2 separate regions of the Delphinus delphis genome follow, and region 1 is linked to region 2. A link is a contact called in public Hi-C data. All regions are on one chromosome and are shown on one strand. Each heading gives the region's core, a stretch centred on a gene start, on an enhancer-like site or on the middle of the called end of the contact. The rest is flanking DNA. Distances are from core to core; before and after follow the strand shown.

Region 1 (4,762 bases), core at 1,765-4,264, 320 kb before region 2:
CCTGTGCACCAGAACTACTGAGCCTGCCCTCTAGAGCCGGTGCTGCACAACAAGAGAAGCCACCGCAATGAGAAGCCTGCGCACTGCAACGAAGACCCAATGCAGCCAAATAATAATAATAATAATAATAATAAATTAAAAACTTCTGTGCAGGGCACAGTTGACAGAGTGAAAAGGCAACCTACGAAATGGGAAAAAATATTTGCAAGTCATATATGTGATAAGGGGTTAATATCCAGAAGATTAAAAGAACTTCTACAATGCAACAACAATAAAATAACATGATTTAAAAATAGGTAAAGGACTTGAATAGGTATTTCTCTGAAGAAGATATACAAATGGCCAAAAAACATGGAAAGATGCTCAACATCGCTAATCATTAGAGAAATGCACATCAAAGCCACAGTGAGATATCACCTTACCTCACACCCATTAGGAGGACTGCTATTAAAAGAAAAAAAACCGAAATAAGAAAATAACAAGTGTTGGCAAGAATGTGGAGAAATTGGAACCCTTGTACACTGCTGGTGGGAATGTAAAATGGTGCAGCCGCTATGGAAAACAGTAGGTGGTCCCTTAAAATATTAAAAACAGAATTATGAATCAGCAATCCCAATTTTGGGTATATATACAAAATAATTGAAGGCAAGATCTCAAAGAGATACTTGTACAACGATGTTCGCAGCAGCATTATTCATAATAGCCAAAAGGTGGAAGCAGAGGAATAGTGTGGTGTATACATGCAATGGAATGTTTTTTAGCCTTGAAAAGGAGAGAGGTTTTGACACTTACAAGTGAATTAACCTTGAGGACATTATGCTAAGTGAAATAAGCCAGTCACAAAAAGACAAATACTGTATGATTTCACTTACATGAGGTATCTGGAGTGGTCAAACTCATTGTAACTTAAAGTAGAATGGTGGTGGTTGCCAGGGATTGGGGGCGGGGGAAATGGGGAGTTGTTTGAGTTTTGGTTTTGCAAGATTAAAAAGTTCTGGGAGGCTTCCCTGGTGGTGCAGTGGTTAAGAATCCGCCTGCCAGTGCAGGGGACACGGGTTCGAGCCCTGGTCCGGGAAGATCCCACATGCCGCAGAGCAACTAAGCCCGTGCGCCACAACTGCTGAGCCCGCGTGCCTAGAGCCCGTGCTCTGCAAAAAGAGAAGGCACCGCAATAAGAAGCCCGTGCACTGCAACGAAGAGTAGCCCCCACTTGCGGCAACTAGAGAAAGCCTGTGCGCTGCAACAAAGACCCAACGCAGCCAAAAAAAAAAGTTCTGGAGATAGATTTTACTACAATGTGAATATTCTTAACACTACTGAACTATACACTTAAAAACAGTTAAGACGGTAAGTTTTATGTTATTTGTATTTTGCCACAATTAAAAATTGAAAAAAAAATTTTATTTGAAAAAAGCAAACCAAACAAAAAAACTCCAAAACTCTGAGTATACTAACAAAACACATTTATCACAGTGTGGTTTGAAGCCTTTGCCTTCCATCAATGAATTTCAAATCTAAGCATGTACAATATTAGGATAACCTGGTGGGCTTGTTAAACATATTGCAGGGCCTCGCCCCCCAGAGTTTCTGAATTAGTAAGCCTGGGGTGAGGACTGAGAATTTGCATTTCTAACAAGTTCCCAAGTGTTTTGAGGCTACTCCTACTGATCTAAGGATTATATTTTGAGGGCTACTGCATTAGATAATACCACAGGCTTATTCTCTATTAATCTCTATATATGTGTTTGTGATAAATCTTTGGCTTTGGAGTCCTTGAGAATTTTGTGCCTGCCATGCCCCGAAGCCGTGCATTATGCCATGTGACCCTGCTTCTTGGGCCGGTAGTATGCTATAGAGAAATGGCTAGACCTAATAGGCTGGACATTTTTGCACAGTATATGTTGAATAATCCAACTAGACCTAATAGGCTGCCCAATTTTGCACAATATATGTTGAATAATCCAATTAGAATAATCCAATCCAGTTTTGAATGCAAGACACAACATAGGCAGGTCAGGTTGAAGTAGAGGCTAAGAGAAGCTTAATTCTGAGGAAATAACTGGTCAGGTCACCAGAACAGCCACTCTTTACCTCGAGCAATGTGAACCACATTCTACTGCCATGAGGCCTGCGTGGCTGCTGAGAAGCTTCCTGTGCTCCTCCACTTACTGGTGTGACCCTAATATAAACCTGCATCTTCTCTGCTAACAACTGCCAAGTCTCCCTTCCGTGTTTCCTGGAAGATCCTCCCACTCTGTTTTTATAGCTCTGATATCGCCATCATACCATTGAGTCTCTGCTTTTCTTTGGAAGGAAACAATATTCCAAATGAGAGAGGAGTTTTTCCATCTGCCAGAATGCCTTCGAATAATTGCAATATATGACTCTTAGGGAACATCCTGGAATTGCCGTAAAAATCGGTAAACACATTTCATTCCAGCATCCTGCTTCTCCCCTCCCTGACTGCCCCTCAGCCAGTTCATTTACTGAAGACAGCATTAAAAAATCTTAGCAGGTTTCTCCGCTAAGGTTTCTCCCCTCCAGTCCTTTCTACCCCAGAATAGGAGAAAGCAGATTGTAGCTTTGAAAGGGGGCGGCCACAAGCAGCTACTGTCTACAGCGCAAAAGGTGGCCTTAAAAGTAGTGAGCTTTTCCTTATGAAGGGAATGTCAGAGGCTGGACGGCTGCCTAGAAACGGCCACCGAGAGAAGAGCAGCCTGAAGACTCTCCCATTTCAGAAACTAAGAGGTGGTGATGGGGTAGCAGCTCTCGCATAGACAGATGCTGAGAAAGCTCGTCCTCTTTGGGATAACTGCCAAGATCCAAACTTGGACCGTGGCCCAATACAGGTCCAAGTGGGGCGGGCACTTCCGGATCCGGGCATCGGGCGAGATCCTGTCAGCAGGTAGTCACTGGTTGCTCTCCAGTCTGTCTCGCGACGTCATCCCACAGCGCCGGAAGTGGAGGAGTAACGTGAGCGTGTCAGCCTCCGCCGTTTCTAGGTAAGGCGGTTATCGGCCTACCTCTTCTGCCTGCCGGGTTGAGAGCCGTGGGAGTGGGCCTCAGGTCGGGTCCGCTGTTGCCTGTTAGGTGATGTGCCCTGAATAACGCTCTCACGGCTTCTTTCCCGGCAGGCGTTGCAGCATCCTCCGGCTCCAGGGCTCTAGGGCTCTGGGCTGCCCATTTCCCGTCTGCCGTGTTTTGGCGGCGCTCATGTTGGCCTCCGTCCCACTTCGCGTTCGTTCACCTGTGCCCCTGACACCTGTACCTAGCTTGGAACACAAGCAGAGGAAAGATTAGAGAATGGGCACTGTCCAACCCAAGGAGGCGGCGCAGCCTGTCAGGAAGGACATTGTTTTCTCCAGAAACGCTCCATGAGAGGAACTTGAGGGCCCTTCACAGCGTCCTCAACAGGCCTTACACGAAGACCAGAAGAAGCAAGCCTTTTCTCATGCAGACCAGTGATAGCGGTTCAACAAAGCAAGGATATAATTTCTATGTGGAATTAATGTGGTCCAGGTTTGGAGCCTTTTGAGAATTTGATTTATATTGGGCGTCATTAGAACACTTGAGACAGGACTCTTCACGTGGGAAGACACAACAGATTTGTGCCCTTTCACCTTAGTTGTGCTCTCGGATGATCTTTTTACATTTCCTTAGCTCCTGCTTTCATCCTACCTTCACTATTAACAAGAATGATAGTAGTGTTGAATGCTTGTTTTTTGCCAGATACTGAACTTTTTCTTCTTAATTTAGCCCTTGTGACAACGCTGTGGTGTAGAGCACTAATTAATATCGTTTTACAGCTGAAGAAATAAAAGACTTAGCTTAAATAACTGGCCACAAGTCTCACAGTCCGTAGGTGGTGGAGGCAAGATTTGAACTTGAGCAGTTGGATTTCAGAGGCTTGGATGTTATCCACTATTTTATATTGATTTTCCTCAACTGTTGATCAAGTTCCCAAACACCTTACTCTATTGTTGTCTACTATTTTAGGGAGAAAATTGAGGTTGTCAGGTGGGCTCTCCCTCAAATTTCTGCCTCTGCCTTCCCTTCATACAGTCATCTAGCTTTACACCTATCTTTACCTTTCCTTCAGTATCAGAGGATGAGCTGTCTCCTGATCAAAGCAATTTCCTTTATTTTTGCTTCTGACCTTTCTTTTATACTTTCACCCATGAGACCTTGTTTTCATTTGTCTTTTGTGCCCTTGTCTATGTCCCAGTTATGTATAAACAAGGTCAGGTTTCTCATATCCGTGTGTGTGTCATCACCCCACCCCCCACGCTCCCAAGCCAGAAAGAAAGAAAAAGTTCCTAGTGATCCATCTTCCTTTGGCTCTCATCCAGTAACTCTCTTCCCCTCTCATCCAAACTTTGAAAAGAGTATTCTAAATTCTGTCTCCAACTCCACCTGCTGTTCCTTTCTGCAGTCTAGCTTTCAGATCTGTCATTCCCCTGAAATTTTATCCTGTAGTCACTAGTGATTGATTATCAAACCAGATAGACATTCTTCAGTCATTACTGGATTCCTTTGCTGCTTTTGAAACTTGATGATACCTTTCACTCCCTACTCCTTTGCTTCTCAGGACAATACACTCAGCTGATTTATTCAACAAACATGTACTGTGATATAGAGATGAACAAGTCAAAGTGCCTCCTTCCTTTAAAGAGCTTACGTTCTGGCTGTTTTTCCATGTGCCTCTCTCACCAGTCATTTCTCCTGTGGATAGTCTTCTTCCTCCTCTCCTAAAATGTTGGGT
Region 2 (5,123 bases), core at 1,864-4,363:
TTCCTTCACATCCCTCTCCCACAGCATTTGATGTTGTCAGTGTTCCAAATTTTGGCCATTCTAATAGGTGTGTAGTGGTATTTCATTGTTTTAATTTGCATTTCCCTGATGACATATGACGTGGAGCATCTTTTCATATGCCTACTTGCCATCTGTATATCTCCTTTGGTGAGGTGTCTGTTAAGGTCTTTGGCCAATTTTTAAATTGGGTTGTTTGTTTTCTTATTAAGTTTTTTCTCCTAATCTATAGGTTCTCTCTCTCTCTTTCCCCTCCATATATTTTTGTTTAAGAAACTAAGCTGCGTGTCTAAAGTTTCTACAATATAGATTTGTCTGAATGTATCATTTTGGTGTCATATAAGGAGTTTCTCTCTCCCCTATATTTCCTTTAAGTGAGTGGGTAGATTGAGAAACTTGATCAGATTCAAGTTCAACTTTTTGTTTGGCAAGGCTACTTCACAAGGCAGTGAGGCAGTCTTCCACCAGGAGGCGCAGTTGCTCTCTTTTTGGGATGTCAACCTCCAGATAATCAGGGGCATTGATTGATTAATAAACCAACGGTTGCAAAACAGTGATATTCTAACTGCATCCATTCTTCTTTTATTAGGTTTTTATGTTCCTTTGAATAAATTTCCCCTCATCAACTATTTTGTTACTTTAAGATGTTACTTTAAGATATAAAGAGGACAGAAAAATGCTTGATTTTTCCTGTACTTATCAGTTTTCAAAATAATGAGTTGGTTCCCTAATACTATCAAGAAGTGATCAATAAGTTTTTAAAAAATCATGAAATTATGTATGTGAATGTATTTGATATTTTTCATTCCACTGAAGTCACTATACTTATTGACCAACGTAAGTCTATTGAAGTTCTCTCCTGAATCTTTTTGACATGACCCTACTAGTCTTTAAAAACTTCCCTGCTTTCTGCTAAGACAAGCTGTTCCAGGCTTATTTTATATTTCTTAACTCGAACCTGAAATTAGCTATTTCTCCAAGGTTATGGTTCTCACAGTGTGATCTGGGAGCCCCTGGGAGTCCCTGTGATCCTTTCATGGGGTTTGTGAGGTCAAAATTATTTTCATATTAATACTAAGGGCTATTTGCCCTTTTAAACTTTCATTTTCTCACAAATATATAGAGTTTCCCAAAGGTTACATGATGTGCGATATTATGATTGAATGTAGAAGCAGTTCTAAGAATTCTGCTGTCATTTATTAAGCCAGACATTAAATAGATTCACAAAAATGTAAAACAATTGTACTCTTCTCACTAATTTTTGTTAATAGATACTTTGTTATTTTGAAATGTTTTGATTTTTAATTCAGTCAACATCAATAGATATAGCCCACATAAATAAAAACTCTTTGGGCCCTCAACAATTTTAAGAATTTAAAGAGATTTGGGGAGCAAAATGTTTTGAGAACTGCTGCTCCAAGGAGTCTTGGTTCCTTTTAATGGAAAATGGTATTTAGAGATCACAATCTAGGAGCTAAAGATGTTCATGGTTACTGGGTTGGCCATAGTTTTTAGGCCATTTCATAGGCAGAGTTAAGATAAAATTATATATTTATTTAAAGATAAAATACATCATGAGTTAATACTGTTTATTCCTGTCCAAATTTAGGACTACAGAGTTTTTACTTAAACTCATACAATTTACATTTGTATCTCCTTTCTCCCACAACAAAAGTCCCAGCATAGGGCTTCCCTGGTGGCGCAGTGGTTGAGAGTCCGCCTGCCGATGCAGGGGACACGGGTTCGTGCCCCGGTCCGGGAAGATCCCACACGCTGCGGAGCGGCTGGGCCTGTGAGCCATGGCCGCTGAGCCTGCGCGTCCGGAGCCTGTGCTCTGCAGTGGGAGAGGCCACAACAGGGAGAGGCCCGCGTACCGCAAAAAAAAAAAAAAAAAAAAAAAAATCCCGGCATAAATGTTTATTTTCAGTGTCACATTAACAATAGCACCACTACCATCACTACCAACCATATGATCAGTTAAAATAGTTTGACTGCTTTCTTTTCTTTTTTTTTAGTTCTTTTTTCTTTGAGGTATATCCCTCTATGGATGTACAGTAATTTGATAGTTTAAAGTTACCTGAAATGGTGTGTGTTTTTGAAATTATGCCAACAAGCAGATCAGTTAGACCCATGTATTTTTTCTTTTGATTTTTAAAGGCTGCTTTTTATAAATTCAGAGAAGTTTAGGTTCTATCTCTGTCTCTTGTAGCCTACTGCCTTCCTCTCTTCCTCAAGTAACATTAAAAAAAATCAGTAATTTTCCTTTGTTATTTTTAAACTTTAAGCAAATATATATATATATATAGTATTACTAGATATAGTATATGTATATATATATACTTATTTAGTATTACTACCACCCTCCCCTTTTTGGATGAAAGGTAGTATACTATATACACTTCTTTCCACAACTTTTTTCAATTAACAATATATGTATTCAGGAGCTCACTCCAGTTGTATATAGGGCACTTCATTGCATTATTTTACCATAATTTATTCAAGTAGCCATTTACTGAGGAACTTTGGGAGCAATTTCCAGTATTTTATTACATATAGTGCTGCAGTGAATAGTCTTGCACATACTTTTACCACGATATCTTTAGGATAGAGTTCTAGAAGTGGGATTGCTGGCTCAAAGTGTGAATGTGTATAATTCTGCTAGATATTGAGACTCTTTTTACTTCTGCAGTACAGATGGAAGAACAGACTGAGACAGCTGCTCAAGGTCACCTTACCAGTCACTGACAAGTCTGGGGTTTAAACTTAGATGTAACGGGTCTCCACGGACTCTGTAGGTCACGGGAAGAGGATTTGCAAGGTGGGAGAGGCAAAGGAAGAATTTTGCATTTGGAAGTCACATTCACTGAATCACATATTCTCACGCTTCCAACTCCCAGCGCACCAGTTCTTCCTTATCAGAACCTCTAGTCCTCTGAGCTCTCATACTTTCTCTCATTCATCACTTTCCTCCTCATCCGGTAACTGAGGTATCACTGCCGCCACTGGTAATCTGGGCCAGTAAACCCGGAAGGTGTGTGGAGGGCTTTGCGCATGCCCAGCCACTACGCGCAGATTGGAGCCGCTCGGAGGCAGGACCAGAGTGACGTCCTAACGGCGCGCCGCTCCCTGGCGTCCTAGCAAGGTCGCTTTGCAGTGCAAGTGCGCGCGTAAGTGACAAGACCCTGGTTCGGGGGCGCGCCGTATCCTGCTGCCTTGGTATCAGCGGCGACATGTCAGGGTATACGTCCGACGAGAAATTGCGGCTGCAGCAGCTGCGAGAGCTGAGAAGGCGATGGCTGAAGGATCAGGAGCTGAGCCCCCGGGAACCGGTGCTGCCCCCGCGGAGGATGTGGCCTATGGAGCAATTCTGGAATAAGTTTTTGCAGGACGGGGCCTCCTGGAAGAACGTGGTGAGTGACAGCCCTCCCCCACTCCCACCCTGACTCCCGCCCCGTCGCGGACCCCGGCCTGGCTGCTGGGACGCCTGCTCACTGTAGCCACATTAGGGACTGACTCGCTCCACCCCCGAAAGTTCCGGTAGTTCCCCAAGGGAGAATCAGATTCTACCGAGACTTAGGTTTAGCTGGGACGCTCACTGGTCCCAGGAATCATAGGCTGGGAGTCGGGAGTCAGGAGTCAGAGTCCGGAGCTTGTATGGCTTCGGGATGGTCTTGTCCTTTGGCTGTCAAATGTGATGAGAAGGAGGCGAATCTTCGCCTGGGTTTTACAGGACACTGCAGGCTTGCTTCTCTTTTGACTGTGGAGACCTTCCCTCAGAATGATGGCCAAGGATTCACTAAAGTTAAAATTCAATGATTTTAGTATTTGAAGACACTTGTCTGATTTTTGAGGTTGAGATTATAGAGACCAACTAACTCTGCACTCGACTACCAGAAGGCACAATGAGCCTCTAGCTGGTAATACAGCTCTATGTAATGACCATTAAAGAAGGGGTCCTATTGGTATGCTGAGTGAGTCATATTCAAGAGCCCCCTTTCTTAACCGCTACTACGTACGTTGAACACACGCTTTCATTTAAGAATGCCATTCCTGGACTTTGCAGAAAGTCACTCACTCAAGTGCTATCTTTATTTTCAGGGTCTCCTGATATTTTCTTGAGGTCGTTAATTAAATCACATCAATTATGAATGATGAATGCTGTATCTCAGAATTCCTTGCAACTTTGGCTAATAATAATGGTAATAATATAAGGAACACTTCGGTGCTTACTTTGTGCCTGGCACTTTGCTGAGGGTTTTACACGTGTTACTTTATTTATTTTTTTACTTCCATAAGGTAGAAACCATCCCTAATCCTCGTTTTAAATATGTGGAAACGGAGACCTGCAGGAATTCAGTGATTTACCTGTGGTCCCAGGGCTAGGAATTGAAGAAGTTCACTTTGAAATCCATGTGTATTTTATTGTGCTACAAAGTCTGGTGCAAATTTTTCTAAGAAAGTGGTATTAGATACTTATTTATGATGGTAAAATTAAACTCTAATTGAACTTTCCTCTCTTCTCACCCTTTGTGTCTCTGGCATTACTTAACTGATTTGGCAGCCACTGGTTGAATGTTGACATCCCACCCGTCAGCCAGTGATGTAAGGAAGTAAATAATCATTTGTTGAAATCTGTCTTACCTTACTTTGAGTTAACTTTTTCTTTCATAATCATATCTGTTACAACACTTAGAATCTAGATTGTCTTTTCCCTGACAGGATAGGTCTGTTTCAGTCAAATTGGCTGCCATGGAAAAGTTCCATTTTTAGATGTCTTTTGCCTTTCTTTTTAAAAATACTGTGTCTGAAGGCACCTCAAAGTGAGCTTGGAACACCCTTATCCCAGTATGTAAAACATTCTTTTTCCAGCATTAGTGCACTCAAGGTTGTCTGCCCTACAGGTAGAATGATACAAATGGTGTTTATTATGGATATCTGAAATTGATAAATTAGGGAAATGACTTTACCTGAAAATTCTGTAGTTCTGATTACTCTGGTTAAATTGATTAGAATTATTTCATTATTTATGCCATGTTTTATCTTAAACAAACTTATAATAAGGATATTTTTAGAAGTCTTTTAAAAAACATATTTATAAATACAGT

Evidence for each region. Hi-C and Micro-C count contacts between places; a contact is called where the count stands out from the background.
Region 1: a contact with region 2 is called in a Hi-C map of lung, with 6 times the contacts expected there. The contact joins the promoter of APTX here to the promoter of NDUFB6 in region 2. A contact is called at or near these places in 2 of 3 Hi-C or Micro-C datasets (lung and muscle).

The regions. Positions count from the first base shown.
Region 1 is chr6:79,948,614-79,953,375 of mDelDel1.2, reverse strand. It overlaps APTX (aprataxin), which reads left to right and starts at 3,014. Exons shown (of 9, transcript XM_060014879.1): 1 at 3,014-3,519. The coding sequence starts at 3,452.
Region 2 is chr6:79,624,905-79,630,027 of mDelDel1.2, reverse strand. It overlaps NDUFB6 (NADH:ubiquinone oxidoreductase subunit B6), which reads left to right and starts at 3,113. Exons shown (of 3, transcript XM_060014883.1): 1 at 3,113-3,428. The coding sequence starts at 3,249.